4 separate regions of the Mus musculus genome follow, and all the other regions are linked to region 3. Evidence: chromatin contacts called from public HiChIP or PLAC-seq and promoter capture Hi-C data. All regions are on one chromosome and are shown on one strand. The core of a region is the stretch at or near the end of the contact, and the rest is flanking DNA. Distances in the headings are between cores, read along the strand shown. Region 1 has its middle 31 kb from the start of Lnpep. Region 2 has its middle 36 kb from the start of Vmn2r90. Region 3 holds the start of Riok2 (RIO kinase 2). Region 4 holds the start of Zfp960 (zinc finger protein 960).

Region 1 (3,046 bases), core at 84-2,583, 280 kb after region 3:
AGCTCTGACAAAGCACAGTCACTACTACGTATCATAAAGCAGGTGCAGGCTTGTTTACACTCACAGAGGTATGATACGGTACTGTCCTACATCTATAATACTAGAGGGTACAGAGGAGTTGAGACTTGATTCTACTTTTCCAGCAGAGGGCCCAAAGGATGGTGTGACACTGCTCTGTAAAGGAACACACTCTTAGAGTTCCTTTCACTAGCAGCACAACTCTAAGAATTCATTCTCTCTGTGAATGTCAGCTAAAAACCGTTATTAAAAAAATGAAATATCCCTAAATCAAAACTGTATAACCACTGGATTCATATGAAGATGACTTAGCGGAGACAAGCTGGACTTCACCTTACCAACATGTTATCAAATCTGTTATGTTTAAATGGTGAGACCTCCAAGGAAGGAGATGCCAAGTAGTGCTTCAAAACTTTGGACCACAATCAAACCCAGCATCATTTTAAATAGAAGCAGAAGCCATATGTTGCTCATCTGAATATATTCAAGGAAGCTGACATCAATATTTAATCATCTGCTCACTCATCCAGGAAGAAGGGGAGATCAATCAGTTACCACTTTATTGTGTTCAGCAGAATCACCATTTTACAAAAATGGCAAGCTGCCATAATAAAAGATAAGACTCCTCTATCCAGCATCAGTTAGCATCATTTTACTTTCAAGCCTAGAAAAGCCATACACACATCCAAAGAACACGAGGGAGCAAAAGAACTACAGCTGCTGTATTAATGGGCCCACCCAGTGTCCAGCTGAGCAACTCTCTCTTCCTACTTGTGGTGTTTCGTGCTCCATAGGACTATACTGTATGCACACTTGTAATATAAACCAACTGAAGATGCAAATGTTACACAGGAGGTGCGAGCCTGTGGAGCCTCATTGTAATTGGTGTAGCAGCTCTGTCAGTGTAAAATGCTCTATGCCCCTTGTGTGTCTCACAGGATAATGTCACAGATCACTTTACCCCTGACCACCCGCTCCCAATAAACCACAACCTTCATGAGATTTTGTTCCTTTGGTTTTGATCGCCTAAGGTTTGATTGGTCCAGTTCTAACAAGTTTGGTGGTTATGGTGGATGCAGGGGGTGGCTTTTCTTCTACGTTTTCCTGGCAGGTACCAGGAGGGTCAGAATTTCAGGTTTACTTAAATCACTGTCCACTCTCTGGGCTTTGCCTCCTATCTGTTTTCTCTGTTGCTGTTCAGAGAAAAACCGCTGTGTGGACTGAAGAACCTCTGCTCTCTGCTTTGCCAACACCTAGGACTAAATGTCTTGTGGCTGAGTCCTCTTCCCACAGCTTTCTTCTGGGTGCAAACTGTGCAGGAAACGGCTGTGCCATTCTCACTGTGGCAGGGGCTGACTGGAACGGTTTCTGATACACAACGCTGGTCTTTTTGCTAGACTGGCAGTTTGGATTTGTTGATGTAGACATGAATGGACTAGACGCTGGCGGAGTGCTCCGATCACCAAGTGGAGGTGTTCCTGGCTTGATATCAGCGCCACTCCCAAAGGCTTTTTTTTTTTTTTTTTGTTCAGACATTTTTCTTGCAGTTGCCTGTCAGGGGCCAGCCCCAATGGGGGTGGGGTGGGGCCGGAGTTCTTTCTTTTTTGGTTCTTATTGAGGTAGCTGAGGGGAAGAGCATCTTACGAAATTCTGGGGTAAGTCTTTGTCTTATGAGATATTTAGGGTTGCTGTACAATAAAAAGTTTACTTATTTAAGTCTAAGTTACTATGCTATTGTAGCTGACCTGCCTTCTTTGTTCCTCTGAAGCCAGAGACTGCAGTCTCTGGCACTTAGCACCTCATCCTAAAACAGCAGGAGATTAAGGATTAGTTGCTAGATCCTTTCCCCTGTTGTCCAGATGCCTCTTGCTTGTCTGGCTAGGGGGAAGTTTGGAGCAGTAAACTTCTTTTGAACCAGGAGAAGAGAATATCACTCACAGAAGGAAAAACTTTTACATAAGCAAATATGCATAATCTCACGTTAATATACAGATTCATAATGCTCACTTATACATATCCATTCAAAGCAGTTGGGCCCAACTTGCATGCACTCTCACAATGACATACTCTCTCTCTCTCTCTCTCTCTCTCTCTCTCTCTCTCTCACACACACACACACACATGCATACATTCTCACATACATACTCACACACCCATCCATTCTTACATTTGCATATGGAACAAAAGACCAATCACCAGTGCAGAAAGAACTCACTCATTCTGGATGAAAAATGAACTCCAATCTTTATCGTATAGAGAAAGAAAAAGCTTGTACCCTTTTAATAATAAATGAATTAAACCCACTTTTGTAAGAAAAAAAAAAAGCTCTGTTCCTTTTAGTAAGACTAAGCCTGCCTTGTTATTAAGAAAGACCTGTTCTGTCCTATGGTAAGGAGAAGCCTGCCTGCACCTTCTGCTCTCTGCAGCTTCTTTTTTCCTCTTTCCCTTTGCTTCCTGCACATTGCTTTCTTAGTTTTTTTTTTTATGTTATCTATAGTTTCTAAGTCATTCCACTCTGCAGTTTCCTTCTAATCATGTTCTCCCCTCCTCCTCTGAAGTCACAACAATGCTCTTACTCTCAATGCCTTTTCTCCAAAGCTCTGCCTATGCTTCTAAGCTCTTGTTGAGTTCAGTTCTGTCTAAAAAGTGTTCTAAAAACTTCTCCTCAGCTACAACTGAGCTCTCCTACAGCTCAGTCCCCTCTTACAGCTCAATTCCTCTCACCCCAGTCCTTCTTACCTCAGTCCCTCATTCTTCTTTGTCCTCAGCACTTAAACATCTTTCAGAATAAATGATCACGTGTTATAAAGTCCATCAAAAGTTCACACAGAAAATCAAATCATAAATTGAAATAGAAGTTTACAACAGAGATTGTTTACATGCAGATCCATTAGGAGTAATTATCTAGCTCAACACCCATCACCTGTCTCAGCTCCACAGGTTCACTGAATGTTTAAAACCATAACTAAGTTATTAGTGAAGTTTTATATAGATAAACCCAGTCAATATTTTTTTATCTTCTGACCTA
Region 2 (3,362 bases), core at 499-2,998, 370 kb after region 3:
TACCAATTTTTATCATCCATTTGCCATTTGAAGTATATGTATACTGTTGCTCGTTTCAAGATATTATAATTAGAGTAACAATAAATGTGGGTGAGCAGGTATAAGAAGAATATGATAGGAATTGGAGTCATCTGGGCATATGTTAACATGTGGTAATGGTGGTCATATGAAAGATTTTTAAAAGAGTTCTCTACCCTTGCAAAGATGTGCATGCTGAAAGGAGCCTGGTATGGCTGTCTCCTGGGGGGCCCTGCCAGAGCCTTACAAATACAGATGCAAATGTTCACAGTCAATCATTAGACTGAGCGCATAGTCCCCAATAGAGGAGTTAGAGAAAGGACTAAAGGGGTTGAGGGGGGTTGCAACCCCATAGTAAGAACAACAATATCAACCAATCAGACCCCCCAGAGCTTCCAGGGACTAAGCCATCAACAAAGGAGTACATATGGCTCCAGCTCCATATGTAGCAGAAGATGACCTTGCCATGCATCAATGGGAGGAGATGTCCTTGGTCTTATGAAGGCTTGATAGATGCCCCAGAGTAGAGGAATCAAGGTCAGGGAGGTGGGAGTGGGTGGGTAGAGACACACCCTCATAGAAGCACAGGGAGGGAGGATGGGATAAGGGGTTTCCAGGAGGTGAGGAAAGAGAGAAAGGGGATAACATTTGAAATGTAAATAAAGAAAGTGTCCAATAAAAAATAAAATGTATATATTTTTAAAAGAAATAAAAATAAAAAATTATGTTTCTATCTTTCATATATAACTTAAAAAAATAGTTCTCCACCTTAATTTCCATAGTGGTTGGAACAGTTTACAGTACCATGAACAGTAAATACAGGTTCCCTTTTTTTCCACTTCTGCTTTGGTGTTGCGAGCCGGCCAGCAGCTCACATGTTCAGGCTCAAGACTGGGAGGCAACCTGGAGCTGAAAGAAAAGAGGGAACCTAGGAGGGTTGAGGAATAATGGAACCAAGACATGCTAGTCTGTTCAAGGTTCAAATGTTTAATGGCGACTGCGCTTATAAAAGGCCATTCCCGCCAATTCATCCTTGGAGCCTGGAACCAGCTGCAGGTGATGACTTGCAGGATAGGGCGTAGTCTCCAGAATAGCTCCGGGACCTCTCAGCAGGTAGCAGTATCTTGAAGAAGAACAGCTATAGTAGCTGAACAATAGAGTAATCTAGGGAAGAAGGCGCCACCCTAGGTAATCTCCTTAGTGGCAGCAAAGTCAAGGTACGGCTCAGCCTGCTTCAGGCTTGTTGGAGGTTACATCTCCTCCCTGTTGTTAATATTAAAAAAAAAGACTGGACTGAGGCATAAAATGTATTTATGTTCCATAGTCCCACCCAGGAGTTATGGTGGCTGGCGGCTCTGCCTGTCTTAGGAAATCTTAGATCTTCCTGAATCATCCTTATCCGTCATAGGAACGTACATGCAGCTTGTTTGTGTTTATTTTACACAAAACATGGCTCTGTGGTGTATTATTAACAGCCAGGCCTCTTGGCATGTACCCCTATCTTAGATTGGTATGACTCCGAGATCTGGGTGCCCGTCATTGACTGTCAGGCCCTCATTAGCACACCTTACTCCCAATTCAGACCAAAGCCACGATATGTACTTAGAATGCTTCTTCATGAAGATTAACAACTGCCACCTGCGTTGTTGGAGGCAAGGCTGTACACCTGCTGCAGTCAGGCTGAAGGGCATTGACTGACCGGCTTGAAAAACAAGGTCGAGACAGTGAAAGGCACAGTACAAAAGTTTCTTTTGGGGAAGTCAAGGTACTCCATTCAATTGCAAATTAGCAATGATCAGGCTTAGACTTAGAGCTTCCAGTGTGGGGGAGGTGACATTGAGAATTGCAGAAAGGCTACAGCTTCCCTGGGAGTGGAGGCTGTGCTCCAATTTAACTTTTCGGCTAAAGAGGATTTCTAGCCATAATGAAGGTTGGAGTCATACTTACTAGAAGATTCAGGGTCTGTGTCCAGTTGACGAACTAATCTCTCAGGCAGCCATCACGCTCCATCTTCTTTTTGTGAAAAAAAGACAGACCAAGCCCCTTTCCCAGATTAGGACCGGGTATGGACCCTTCCATTCGTTAGTTAATGGGTCCCGCCACTTTACCATGGCATAAGAACTAGAAGTAACTGGATGCCAGTGGCAATCCGCTGCAGACTGACATTTAACATCAGTTTGCAAAAAGTTTAGAACAAATAAAGCAAAAGCAAGATGTGCCTTTGGTGACATTGGGAGATTTAACTGCCCTTGTTTTGTTTTTAAAAGCCAATTATTTAAAGTGCGATGAGCACGTTCAACTATTCCTTGTCCCATGGGGTTATAAGGAATTCCAGTTTTATGTTTGATGCCAAATTCTTTACAAAATGAAGCAAAATTTTTTGCTAGAATAGGATGGCCCATTATCTGTCTTAATAAGTTTAGGCAATTCCATGGCATTAAAGGCTTGTAGGCAATGATCAATTACATTTTTGGAGGCTTCTCCAGTATGCAGAGAAGCAAAAATAAATCCTGAACAAGTATCAATAAAAACATGTATATATTTTAATTTTCCAAATTCTGTATAATGAGTTATATCCATTTACCAGATATGATTAGGCATAAGACCTTGTGGATTAACCCCTAAATGTGGCACTGGACACAATGTAATACATTTAGGGCATTGTTTTACAATCATTCTTGCCTGCTCCTTAGTAATTTTATGTCGGAGCCTTAAGGTACGGCTAGAGAGATGAAATTTTTCATGATCACGCTTGGCCAAAGCAACAGGATCTGAAATTAAGGCTTCTCCTATTAGAGCTCTGTCGATGCAATCATTACCTTCAGCTAAAGGTCCAGGAAGACCAGAATGAGACCGTATGTGGCCAATATAGAATGGGTGTTTTGGGGCAAGAATGATGTTTTGTAGTTGTGAAAACAGGGATCCTGCTGGTGTATTAAAGTTAAACGTACCACAGGACTCCAATAAGAGTAATGATTGTGCAACATATAAACTATCAGTAAAAATATTAAAAGCCTCATGCACAGACTGAAAGACATTCAGTACTGCTGTTAATTCTGCTAATTGAGCTGAGAGGCCAGGAGTCTTTATGATTACCTGTGGATTATTTATAAGAAATCCAGCTTGCCCTTTAGAGAAGCCATCAGTAAACACCAGAACAGAATTGTGTAAGGGTTGTAAAGAGGTCATATTAGGAAATATCACCTCATGTACATTAAAAAATTTTATCAACCTATCTTGAGGGTAGTGGCTGTGTATAGTTCCTTTAAACCCTATTTGAGCAAGCAACCAATCTCTACTGTACTGCTTCAGCCAAGTGTCATGACTCACACTGTAAGGCTGAA
Region 3 (2,969 bases), core at 432-2,931:
CTACAGTGGAGAAGTCTGGGAAAGGGAAATTCAACATTCTTAGTCCTTGGCTTTTCTGTTACATCCAGTGGTTTTTTACACATCTCCTTCCCATAAGTTCAAGTTTTAGGACTTGGGATTAAGTTTCCCCAGAGCCTAGAAAAAAAAAAGTGGTATCTATATTTGATAAATGGTGAATGGATGAAGAATAGGCTAAGTCAGCTGTGGGTCCAGACCCCTTTGGGAACCCCGTCTCCAAAAAAGTATTTGCATTACATTAAGAATTGTAACAGTAGCAAATTACAGTTATGAAGTAGCAATAAAAAACAATTCTATTGTTGGCAATCACCACAAAATAAACTGTATTAAAGGACCGCTGTACTAGGATGGTTGGGAACCACTGGCTTAAGTCACACTAAGTATGGTGAGAAAGGAAGATTGAATTTAAATCCTTTACTCATAAATGACTTGATTACTAAAAAAACAAACAAACAAACAAAAAACCCACAATATTGAAAAGATGAGAAATCTGGACTGTGATTACCCCAATATTCCAGAACTTGGATCCAAACCCACTCAATTAGTGGTGGCTCTGTGGAGCAATGCTGAAAGGAGACAGAAAGACAGATAATCAAAGCTTCAAACTTTTTGTTTTCACATGTTCTAATGTTAATGTAGAAAGAAAAATTCCATTGTGTACAACGGTCTTAATTAGTTAAGTCCTAATTAGATATGCCTAGAATCCTGTATTCAAGCATACAAGACCCCAAAGACAGGAACATAGAGATGAAAAAGGATTGATCTTTTGTTTCGATTTGATGATTTTAGATTACCAACTACTTTAGCTGGACCGATACGGACACTACAGCCTGCTGTCTGCCCCTATGCTTTATGAAAGAGCTTACTCCAGGAAGATACTCAGCACCACTCTCCAAAAGGAGGAAATGAATACATTGTTTCTTGGAAACTGGAAGGAGTGGAGTATGGAAGGAACACGAAGGTATCTTAATCTGAGTCCTTAAAGTTTGCACATACCTCAAAAAAAAAAAAAAAAAAGTTACACACCAGTCGTTGGCAATCTCTCAAGTATAAAGCAGATCATAACACTGGACACTTATAGCGCCCAAGCTTAACCTAAGAGCTGACCAGAGAAGATCTGCAGCTTAAAGGACTGAAATATAGATAATTCGTGAAATGAGAAACACAGGTACTGAATATCACATGAGTCACACTTGTTACTATGCTGCTGCTGTCGGGATGAAGGTACGGTAATAAAAGTCTTTGTCTTGGGTACATTGTCTTGTTAAGCCTCCCAAATGCTCCTGGACCCAAGAAACATTGAGGTGCGCGCTTTCTTTGGAAGCGAGCACTGGATAGTACGTACAGAAGCTCCTCCTAACCCGTCCTGGGATCAGCGTCCCAGGCCAGCGGGGCAGCTCCTAACCCGGCCCTCCTCCGCCGGACAGGGGTGGGGCTGCCGAGAGACAGCGCGTGCGGCTCTGTGGCCACCCTTTCAGTGGTTTTGCTGGCCTCCGGTCTCGCTTACTCATTTCCCTCCCTGACTTTACAGTGCACAGTTGCTGCACTAAAAGTGGGCGTGGCTCGGAACGAATAAAACACGCCCCTCTCGTGACGTAAGCACTGTTGCATGCGGAAGTCCGGCCTTAATTCCAATCAGGTCCTAGCAGCTCTGAAAAGTAACGTGGCATACTATGTAAAACATTTGCAACTTGCCAAATCAGTCAAACGTAAATTATTTATTTAGGGGCTGAAAAATCACTTCTGCCTGATTTTTAGCTACAAAAACGAGAAAAAAATAGCATTTTTCTACTGCTTCTTGAGCACGTGTTCTTACCTAGCGATAAGCACCTTAAATACAGGGCGCGTGCGCGGGCAGGTCGCCGCCGAAAGCCTGCGAGATTACCCAGCAACTTTGCGTCTTCCCAGAGAGCGTCCGTGGTGGAACTGGGCAAGCATGGGGAAGGTGAATGTAGCCAAGCTTAGGTACATGAGCCGCGATGACTTCAGAGTTCTGACTGCGGTAAGGAGTACACCTTTCTTGCTTATCCATTCGGTGACGTCCTCCTCCTGCTATTCTAAGGTCGCTGGGAGCTGAGTGAGGGCTCTCTGATTTGTGGATTGTTTGCCGAGGCTGGGATCTGGGTAAAGGGCACCAAGGTCTGATTTTCATGAAGCTTTGTGAAAAAAAGAACTATCTTTTACTAAACATGGTTCTTCCTTTCAGCTTCTTTTGCTGCAGATGTGCTTACGTCTCTGTGGCCCGGGAAATTTCATTGATCTTTGGCTTCCAAACTAGGGGAGGGTGGGAGTTAAGTCCTCTAATAGACTCAGACACTTAATGTTAAAAAAAAAAAGTCAGCTTTCTCTATCAAATATAACAGCAGAGTGCAAAACAAAGGAGGAAAGGAGATGCCTCTTAGTCGACCAGCAAATCAATATGTTAACAATGTAGTCAGATAGTAAGTACCGTGAAGGTAACAAAGGATAAAGAAATAGAAAGTAGCCACGTGTTGGAAGGATACTGTCTTTGAGTTTTACAGTGATGGAGACAGAATCCAAGAATCTTGTCTTTACTGTTAATCGAACTACAAAGTTTGTCCCCACCCCCCGAACCAATGAATCTTAACTGCCGGAGAAAAAAGTGTCCTTGGAGAGAGTTGTAGAAGAGGTGTCCTTGGAGAGAGTTAGAGGCAAATTAGAGCAAAAACTCAGAGATGGGAGGGAGAGTCTTCATAGAAGAGAAAGGTTCGATATAATGGTTGGGGACATACATGGAAAATGAGAACCAAACCATATAAGCCCTTGCAGGCCTAGTAAACGATGTGTGTGTAAGCCCGTGATTTATTTTTATTTATTTTTTAATTCATTTATTTATTTATTTATTTTGGTTTTTCAAGACAGGGTTTCTCTGGGTGTCCCTGGCTATCCTGAAACTCACTCTGTAGACAGACTGGCCTCAAACTCAGAAA
Region 4 (3,379 bases), core at 823-3,322, 310 kb before region 3:
CTTTTATTCAAAGTGATAGTGTAATGCCAGAGGCAATTCTGAATGTCACTGAAAGCAACATTCTTACTGAATTCCAAGCCCATGGTCAGCTGTAGGACTTTCTAGGACTGTTGGAACACTGGTGAAGGCTTGGCTATGTGAGAATTCAATCCTAAAAGGCACTTATAATAGGATAATACTAAAAGAGAGCACATGGATCCATACACCAGACTAACTCGGGAATGGAATATTAATGTATGGTTTAGAGAGAACACCAGATTCCAGGAGGTGAGTTTCCGTGAAACTCTTTGCCTCGTGACTTTTAGGCCTCTCGGCCTGTCAAGCTGACTCAACCAGAGTGCGTGGCAAGGCTCCTCTCCATTTCCATCCCTATAATTCTAACAGAAAGAAACTATTATGGGCCAGTTTAAACATATGATAATTTTACAAAAGTTATACGTACAAAGTGAAAGATATTTTATGCAACCTAATGAAGGACTGCATAAATATGCTTCTTGACCAAATAGTGGAATTGGATTTGTATGCCTTCACATATTCAGACCATTTGAAAGCTATGAGATTCCTAAGTTTTGGGAAACATATCAATTTTATATTTCTCCATATGTTCATTTGAGGAAGGTAGATTTGAGGAAGGTGGATTTGGGAAGCCCTGGAATGATTTAAATGGGGTTCAATGGATGGTTGGACCTCTCTGTTCCTTTTCATCTAGTCCTATATCTTAAGTCTTATGCTTCTTTTTTAAACTATTTAAGTCTTATATTTCCCTTCTTTGTCTTCTTTGTCATCGTCTTTGTGTTCTACTTCTCCTTCTCCTTCTTCTTCTTTATTTTTATTTTATTTTATTTTATTTTTCGAGACAGGGTTTCTATGTGTAACACTGGCTGTCCTAGAATTCACTCTGGATGTAGATGAGGGTGGCCTCGAACTCAGAAATCTGCCTGCCTTTTCCCTCTTGTGTACTGGGATTAAAGGCGTGCGCCACCATGCCCGGCTGGCATACAAATACTTATGTCTTCAGTCAGGGATACTGTAGTGCTAGCTCTCCCACATTCTTTAAATGCTTAAGGTTTACCACCCGTATGGATTTTGTGGCGACTTTTATGATTACATGTATTCGTTACATGTTTCTAGGTTCCTTACAGCTGTTACGTTTTATTCCTATACATATTATGATATATACTGAAAACCAGCTGAGACATTCAGCCACATGGACTGAACAACCACTGGATTGCTCAACTTCCCATTGGTATAGAGTTATAGTTGCAAGAGTTGGCTATCAGCTTGGGAGCCATACTAATAAATCTACTTTCCACATACATAGAGAGACCCTAGAGCATTTTCCTAGTACACCTGTGTTTTTGGGTTGAGATTTTATTTTATTTTTTGGCACTTTCCTACTGAGGAATAGACAATAGAATAGTAGATTATAGAATAACAATAGAGCTCCAGCTGGAAAGTTTGTGCAATTTACCAGAACCCAGTAAGAAGCCACAATACAAAACGTTGTTTCTTAAAGTCACTCTTTAACTAGCAGTTAAACTGGGCATCCTTCCACTTGTAAGACAGATTATCCACTCCACTGCAACTTTAGTAATATGCTTCATTCCACTAGCAATAAGAGGAAGCACCTTCTGAGGGCAGTGGACTCACAGGTCAGAATTTGAGTCCTGGCTCTGGAGAACAAAGTCACAGCTCACAATGGGGAGGAGCAGGCAGCCAATCAGAGGTGAGCTGGAGAGAAGGGACGGCAATAGCTGGGGTGTACGCTATCGGAAACCTGGGACAATTGCTACCAAAATACAAATCTCTGCTGATCTAGAATAGGTGTGCGTCTAGATTGGAAACCTGTGCACTGAACCACTATTCCGAGTTGCGTTTGCACCCTCTCACCCTGAGAGAGTTGCTCCTGTCACTCAGGATTTACTAGCCAATCACGGCATGAAGGAGGATCTGACAGTCTTAGAGGAGGGTGGTTTTTCCGGAAGGGATTTTCCTGGTTCCCTGTGGGATCTGCCAGTCATAAGAGGAGGGTGGTTCTTCCGGAATTCTTTTCGCTGGTTCCCTGTAATTAAGCAGGCTTAAGTGATTTGTCCTGTGTGCTGCTGGGTACTGTGAAGGAAACTCAGGCAAGTTCTGAAAGTGCGACATGATGAGGATATTGTCACTTCCCACAGAGGTGAGGAGCGGGATCGGGTGTGCTGGGTCCTACGGAAGGCTGGGTCGGAACCAGCAGCTACATGCAGGCACCTGCGAGTTGCCTCGTGGTTTTAGCCGCTTCTGGACCCAACGGTGGCTCTTGCATAACTTAACTATCTGGGCTGAATATTCACAAAACCTTTCGAGCAGGGTCCTGTGTATAGAAACACCCTTAGCAGGATGCCAAAGTCAGACAGGCTAAGTTTCTTTCGTGTATTCTACAAGTTGTTCTCTTGGCCTTTAGCATTGAGCTCTGTACAAGGAGGTAAGAATGGATCAATTCGCATTCTTCTACATGCTAACCGCCAATTGAGCCAGCAACATTTGTTGAAGATGCTGTCCTCTTTCCCCTGGATGGTTTGAGCTCCTTTGTCAAAGATTAAGTGGACATAGATGTGTGAGTTTATTTCTGGATCTTAAATTCAGCTTCATTGATCTGACTGTCACTGTACCAGTAACATGAAGGGGGTTGTTTGTTTGTTTTTGTTTTTGTTTTTTATCACAATTGCTCTGTACTACAGCTTGAGTTTCGGGATGATGATTCCACCAAAGGTTCTTTTGTTGTTGAGATAGTTTTTGATATCCTAGGATTTTTGTTATTCTAGATTTATTTACAAATTGCCCTTTCTAATTCTGTGAAGAATTGAGTTCCAATTTTGGTGGGGATTGCTGTGTATCTGTAGATTGCTTTCAGCAAGATAGTCACTTTTACTATACTAATCCTGCCAATACATGAGCATGGGAGACGTTTCCATCTCCTGAGATCTTCTTTGATTTCTTTCTTCAGAGACTTGAAGTTATTATACAGATCTTTCACTTCCTTAGTTAGAGTCACACCAATGTATTTTATATTAATTGTGACTATTGTGAAGGGTGTTGTTTCCCTATTTCTTTCTCATCCTGTTTATCATTTCTGTAGAGAAAGGCCTCTGATTTATTTGAGTTCATTTTATATCCAGCTACTGCACTGAAGTTGTTTATCAGGTTTAGGAGTTCTCTGGTAGAATTTTTAGGATCACTTATAGATACTATCATATCCTCTGCAAATAATGATATTTTGACTTTTTCATTTCCAATTTGTATCCCCTTGATCTTCTTTGTTGTGGAATTGCTCTTGCTAGGACTTCAATAGTTATGGAGAAAGTGTGCCGCCTTGTCTAGTCCCTGATTTTAGTAGGATTGC

The links. Promoter capture Hi-C pulls out the DNA fragments that hold promoters and counts their contacts. HiChIP or PLAC-seq counts read pairs in DNA pulled down with a chosen protein or histone mark. Capture Hi-C pulls out chosen DNA fragments and counts their contacts.
Region 1: a contact with region 3 is called in a promoter capture Hi-C map of hematopoietic stem and progenitor cells. The contact joins the enhancer-like site here to the promoter of Riok2 in region 3. A contact is called at or near these places in 10 of 39 promoter capture datasets (the C10 cell line, the HPC-7 cell line, cranial neural crest and 7 more), 3 of 15 datasets of contacts at CTCF or cohesin (CD8 T cells, the NIH/3T3 cell line and embryonic stem cells), 16 of 484 Hi-C or Micro-C datasets (CD8 T cells, the HPC-5 cell line, the HPC-7 cell line and 12 more), 26 of 115 datasets of contacts at active chromatin or transcription factors (the 230-238 cell line, CD8 T cells, the HPC-7 cell line and 16 more) and 4 of 9 other capture datasets (adipose tissue, liver, macrophages and 1 more).
Region 2: a contact with region 3 is called in an H3K27ac HiChIP or PLAC-seq map of embryonic stem cells, with 11 times the contacts expected there. The contact joins the enhancer-like site here to the promoter of Riok2 in region 3. A contact is called at or near these places in 11 of 39 promoter capture datasets (the C10 cell line, the HPC-7 cell line, cranial neural crest and 7 more), 9 of 484 Hi-C or Micro-C datasets (the BV-2 cell line, the MC3T3-E1 cell line, brown adipocytes and 6 more), 15 of 115 datasets of contacts at active chromatin or transcription factors (the NIH/3T3 cell line, bone marrow-derived macrophages, double positive thymocytes and 7 more) and 3 of 9 other capture datasets (adipose tissue, liver and macrophages).
Region 4: a promoter capture Hi-C map of liver shows a contact between it and region 3. The contact joins the promoter of Zfp960 here to the promoter of Riok2 in region 3. A contact is called at or near these places in 4 of 115 datasets of contacts at active chromatin or transcription factors (embryonic stem cells, extraembryonic endoderm stem cells and stem cell-derived neural progenitor cells) and 2 of 9 other capture datasets (adipose tissue and liver).

What each region holds. Positions count from the first base shown.
Region 1 is chr17:17,653,853-17,656,898 of GRCm38.p6, forward strand. No RefSeq gene overlaps it. Among named protein-coding and RNA genes, the nearest start is that of Lnpep, 31 kb to the left of the region's middle. Within about 2 kb of position 1,334, at least 35 of the 459 cell types and tissues checked have an H3K27ac peak or open chromatin away from gene starts, as enhancers often do. A contact at or near this core is called in CD8 T cells, Th2 cells, double positive thymocytes and 1 more, where this site is marked.
Region 2 is chr17:17,738,378-17,741,739 of GRCm38.p6, forward strand. No RefSeq gene overlaps it. Among named protein-coding and RNA genes, the nearest start is that of Vmn2r90, 36 kb to the left of the region's middle. Within about 2 kb of position 1,749, at least 5 of the 459 cell types and tissues checked have an H3K27ac peak or open chromatin away from gene starts, as enhancers often do. A contact at or near this core is called in embryonic stem cells, where this site is marked.
Region 3 is chr17:17,372,651-17,375,619 of GRCm38.p6, forward strand. Riok2 (RIO kinase 2) reads left to right here and starts at 1,682. Exons shown (of 10, transcript NM_025934.2): 1 at 1,682-2,020. The coding sequence starts at 1,955. Gm36768 (predicted gene, 36768) reads right to left here and starts at 1,566. Exons shown (of 4, transcript NR_168690.1): 1 at 1,364-1,566; 2 at 524-584.
Region 4 is chr17:17,062,031-17,065,409 of GRCm38.p6, forward strand. Zfp960 (zinc finger protein 960) reads left to right here and starts at 2,073. Exons shown (of 4, transcript NM_001005358.2): 1 at 2,073-2,176. The coding sequence starts at 2,147.